2 separate regions of the Danio rerio genome follow, and region 1 is linked to region 2. The links are chromatin contacts, called in public HiCAR-type maps. All regions are on one chromosome and are shown on one strand. The core of a region is the stretch at or near the end of the contact, and the rest is flanking DNA. Distances in the headings are between cores, read along the strand shown. Region 1 overlaps adamts7 (a disintegrin-like and metallopeptidase (reprolysin type) with thrombospondin type 1 motif, 7). Region 2 overlaps adamts7 (a disintegrin-like and metallopeptidase (reprolysin type) with thrombospondin type 1 motif, 7).

Evidence for each region. HiCAR-type assays count read pairs that join an accessible place to other places.
Region 1: a contact with region 2 is called in a HiCAR-type map of caudal fin, with 5 times the contacts expected there. The contact joins two enhancer-like sites. A contact is called at or near these places in 4 of 18 Hi-C or Micro-C datasets (caudal fin, embryo and an unstated tissue) and 1 of 4 datasets of contacts at active chromatin or transcription factors (caudal fin).

Annotation. Positions count from the first base shown.
Region 1 is chr7:57,994,915-57,997,614 of GRCz12tu, forward strand. All of the region lies in intron 23 of adamts7 (a disintegrin-like and metallopeptidase (reprolysin type) with thrombospondin type 1 motif, 7), which reads right to left. All of the region lies in intron 11 of myo9aa (myosin IXAa), which reads left to right. Among named protein-coding and RNA genes, the nearest start is that of scamp2l, 84 kb to the right of the region's middle. Within about 2 kb of position 1,282, at least 9 of the 62 cell types and tissues checked have an H3K27ac peak or open chromatin away from gene starts, as enhancers often do. A contact at or near this core is called in caudal fin, where this site is marked.
Region 2 is chr7:57,805,126-57,807,825 of GRCz12tu, forward strand. The region is part of intron 23 of adamts7 (a disintegrin-like and metallopeptidase (reprolysin type) with thrombospondin type 1 motif, 7); the gene reads right to left. Among named protein-coding and RNA genes, the nearest start is that of senp8, 19 kb to the right of the region's middle. Within about 2 kb of position 1,351, at least 2 of the 62 cell types and tissues checked have an H3K27ac peak or open chromatin away from gene starts, as enhancers often do. A contact at or near this core is called in caudal fin, where this site is marked.

The DNA.
Region 1 (2,700 bases), core at 32-2,531, 190 kb after region 2:
CTTAATACTAATTTTAAATTATAAAAAAGGGGTAAAATATGTGCCCTTAATCAGGTTTATTTAGATTTTGACAGATATCCATACAGCAGTGGAGATTAACCTGTATCCTGTTACATTTGCATGCAAAAAAAATGGAAAGCTGAATGTGCATGCTGTCTGTGTGTTTGTGTCTGCGCGGTGGGTGTGTTTGTGTATCTGTGTGTGTGAACTTAGCAACGTCATTGTGTGTGAATCATCGTTGCAACTCAACAACAAATGCATTAAATACTAATTGGTAAAGTTCTTACTGTAGTATTTCTCCCAAACATTACGTGAGATCTGCTTCCTTTATGTTGTTAAGCAAAAGCTCTTTTAAAATAATTCTCAAAAGTATATTATTTGTTAGGACGAGGCAGTGGCACAGTAGGTAGTGCTGTCGCCTCACACCAAGAAGGTCGCTGGTTCGAACCTCGGCTCAGTTGACGTTTCTGTGTGGAGTTTGCATGTTTTTTCTGCGTTTGCGTGGGTTTCCTCCGGGTGCTCCGGTTTTCCCCACAGTCCAAAGACATGCGGTACAGGTGAATTGGGTAGGCTAAAATTGTCCGTAGTGTGTGTGTGTGTGTGTGTGTGTGTGTGTGTGAGAATGTGTGTGAGAATGTGTGTGAGAATGTATGTGTGGATGTTTCCCAGAGATGGGTTGCGGCTGGAAGGGCATCCGCTGTGTAAAAACTTGCTGGATAAGTTGGCGGTTCATTCCGCTGTGGCGACCCCGGATTAATAAAGGGACTAAGCCGACAAGAAAATGAATGAATATTATTTGTTATTATGTGAAGGTTGTATAATGCGTTCAACCCCAACCCATTCTGAAAAACTGTTTGAGTTGAAACCAGAAGTCTCCAAGTACATTTTTGGTATTCTCTATCCACTCAGTGTACATTGGTTGTATACTTGCTTTTGTGGTGCGTTGTGGGATTGATTGAGCGCATTTCAGAACATCCATTATAGTTTCAAACACCCCTATGAATGGCTTTTTCCTTAACTAGTGCACTGTTTAAAGTGATTCAGTGGGTGATTTCAGACATGGTCATAGACAAAGTGCAGGACGGGGCGTCCCCGGGACTAGAGTTGGTGGATTTATAATTTTGTTAATAGGTGTTTGGTAGGAATTCATTCCAATGTCTAGAGAGTATTGCCACAACAGTTTTGCTGTTTGTTCCTTGATAAAAGTGGAGGAATTCTGTTCCATCTGCCAAGTTCCACGTTTTAATTGCTCTAAGAGTTGGAAAGTCTTGGATTCAGATGTCAGGAATGAGTTCACATCCTGAGTGTTTTGCCAAGTATGCTGTGTGGTAATACTGAATGTTTAATATAGACCATACCCAGGTTATCTACACAGAACATGGAATGTGGCGTTTTTGTGTGCGCTTTGACATGCAGATTCATAGATTGTGAGTTAATATTTGACTAAACATGTTCTCCTTAGGTTGGGTTGAGTTTCAGGAATTCCTTAAGGGGGAATATTACAATTTTCAAAAACGGCTCACCCTCAGTTGACATTACGTTCATTTAAGTCAACATTTTTAAAAACTTATTTATTTTGTCTTCGGCATGATGACAGTATGACATGAAGGCTCTAGTATTCAGCTTAGAGCAAATAAAAGGATTAATTAGGTAAACTAGGCAAGTTATTGGACAGCAGTGGTTTGTTCTGTAGCCAAACAAAAAAAATAATCCTAGCTAATAATATTGACCTTAGAAATTGTTTAAAATGTTTTATTCCAGTCAAACTGAAATAAATAACTTACTCCAGAAGGAAAAAAGAGTAAAGAAAATGCTCTGAGAATGTTCTTTCTGTTAGACATCTCTTGAGAAAAACACAAGCACACATACAAGTACTTCACTTCTTTAGTATTCATATTCATATAATTGTATTTTATTTTGTTTTGACTATATCAAATATCATGTAGCTTTTGACTTGCATATGATGAATATAAATACTAAAGAAAATAAGTGAAATTCTTGTTGGATGGACTGAGTGAATTTACACTACAGCAAATTTTTTTTTTGGTGAAATGGCCTTGAACTACAGAATTCTTTTAATAGCAGACAAAGCTACAGTTATACTAGTTGTATAGTGTTAGATTATAGGCGGCTTGGCAGGGAAACAGAAGTCCTGCCTGGCATACTTGCCATCTGATGCCCATTAATGCAGCCATGCTGGGGCCAAACATAACACCACACACACTTTTATTAGTCAATTAATGGGCTTTTTTTCATCATGCCGTTTATGGAGATGCAGTAAATAGGTTTGGTTTAATTTGATTTGGAGGCTGTTTGAGTGCTTTTTTCTTATGCGCTAAAATAAAGTGCATGTGGTTGCTAAAGTTTCAGAGCACTTTAGATCAGGCTTACATTATTAGTAGATCTACATGGAATCTGCAACCACAGAAATTCTTTTTTTTTTTTTTTTGAGCCCATCTTTCCATATATTTATTTAAATAGTTGTCAGTGTTTGTAAATTACTGCTGTCAAATGAGTGTGTACTATCTGTTTATATATATATATATATATATATATATATATATATATATATATATATATATATATATATATATATATATATATATATATATATATATATATATATATATACAGTTGAAGTCAGAATTATTAGCCCCCCCTTTGATTTTTTTTATTTCTTTTTAAAATATTTCCCAAATG
Region 2 (2,700 bases), core at 101-2,600:
TTTTTGGTGGTTAAGTGACTGTTAAACCTTCACATTGTGAACAGCCTTACCTTAAGGATTCATTCATTCATTTTCTTTTCGGCTTGGTCCCTTTATTAATCTGGGGTCGCCACAGCCAACTTATCCAGCATATGTTTCACACAGCGGATGCCCTTCCAGTTGCAACCCATCTCTGGGAAACATCCATACACACTCATTCACACACATGCACTACAGACAGTTTAGCCCACCCAATTCAACTGTACCACATGTCTTTGGGCTGTGGTGGAAACCTGAGCACCCAAAGGAAGCCCACACGAATGCAAAGAGATCATGCGAACTCCACACAGAAACACCAACTGACCCAGCCCAGGCTCGAACCAGTGACCTTCTTGCTGTGAGGCGACAGCACCTACTGCACCACTGCATCACCCATTTACCCTAACCAGTTTTTCTGCAATCTACAGTTCCTCGATAAATGACAGTATTGCTTTATAAATTGCTTGACTTGTCATGTTAAGCAATTTATACAGAAATTATGTCATTTATCAAATTATATATATATATATATATATATATATATATATATATATATATATATATATATATATATATATATATATATATATATATCACAGTATATCTGATAACATTTTTTTTTCTTCTGGAGTCTTATTTGTTTAATTTCAGCTAGAATAAAAGCAGCTATGAATGTTTTAAACACTATTTTAAGGACAAAATTATTAGCCCCTTAAAGCTAATTTTTTTTGATAGTCTGCAGAACAAACAATCATTATACAATAACTTGCCTAATTACCCTAACCTCCCTAGTTAACCTAATTAACCTAGTTAAGCCTTTAAATGTCACTTTGAGCTGTATAGAAGTGCTTTGAAAAATAACTAGTAAAATGTTATTTACTGTCATCATGGCAAAGATAAAAGAATTCATTTATTAGAAATGAGTTATTAAAAGTATCATGTTTAGAAATGTGTTGAAAAAAATCTTCTCTCCGCTAAACAGAAATTGGAAAAAATAAACAGGGGGCTAATAATTCTGACTTCAACTGTATAGATAAATATAAACAGCAGGACCTGAAGGCAATAATGCTGTCATAGTTTGAAGTAATATTAATGCTATATCTATTATTATTGCCTTTGAACCAATGGCTTTCACTGTTTTATTACAATAGGTTTTATGGTTTACGCTGTGTCTATTAAAAGGATAGTTTACCCAAAAATGAAAGTTCATATAAGATGTAATCATATACTCCACTAAGTCTAAAGCGGTCTTGAGTTTCATTCTTGTTAAACAAAAAATAAGATGTGTTAGTGATAATGATTTCAGAGCAGGTTCTTGTTTTGCCTTTAGATGGTGCCAAGGAGCTGTCTTTGTGGTCACTCCCAAAGGCTTCTTATGTTGACAGGGAACAAACCCTTTTTTTTTTACCTTTAACAAGATGCAAGTAAAAACATGCAAGAAATATATGAGATGTTTATACCATGAGAAGTATTGCTTTTTACCATGGATCAATTCAAACTATTTCTTTTTTTTTTTGTAGAAAAAGAGCAAGACCTTTCTGAGGAATGAATGAGATTGGTTTCTCTTTCCCTCTCTCTCTTATAAATAATACTCTATTCATTTATTTATTTAATCACTTTCTTGTTGGCTTAGTCCCTTTATTAATCACGGGTCGCATCAGATGCCCTTCCAGCTGCAACCCATCTCTGGGAAATAATACTCTATTCTACTCAACACAATAAACCATTAAGTTCAGCAAAGAAACTCAACATTGCTTCATTACAAGTTCTAAAAACTATTGGTCGATATATCAGCACATCTCCAGTAACAAACCTTTAGAAAACTGGACTTTTGGCTCAAAACTACGAAGGTTCAGTGACCTAAATATAGTGACATTAAAAATATTAAATGGTCAGATTCTCGTTTACTGACTTGACAGAGTGATATAAAAATGAATTCCTAAGAAGTACATGGTAGACATCATTTCTGTCATTATTTTTCATGTTTTCATTTGCTTCCAAAGAAACACAGTCTATATACATTCTTTCACATCCTGTAATGCTGTAATAACTACCAGCCCTAGGCATGTTTTCAAGCTTGCTAAACTTGACCCACAGTAAAAGTCCAGCTTAGCTTATGTGTTTTAGTGAGGGCTTTCATGTGGAAAAAGACCCTGTAATAACCTTTATATGTCCCATCGTCTTGTTCATAAATACATAACTTTCTTCCCTCCCTTGGAATTTGCCTAAAAGGAAGTTGGCTACTTATAGAAACCTGTCTAGTGGCTTTGTCATGCAATGAAAATAAAGCATTCCCTTAACTCTTTACTGTACACCCCAAGTGCTTAAACCTCTTATCCTCCAAAGCCGAATCTCCATCTTTCAGTGATCGTCATCTTCATGCAATGATCAGTCCCCTGATCCCCGTGCTGCGCTAGTGTCTGAAGGCAAAGGGAAAGACTTGATTGTTTTATGTTCAATCTATTAAATTTGTAAAAACATTAAAGTTAACCTAATCGATTTGTGTTGGGACAATATGATGGAATTGTCAAAACCCAGCATTTTTAGACTGGATGCACAGAAAGGAAAATTCCGGGCGGAAATGGAATATTCTAGATGCACTTGGTCAAAATCCCAAACAGAATATGGTTTGTAATAGTTATTTATTATTGTATTACACAATAGCAATTTTCTCGGCAAATT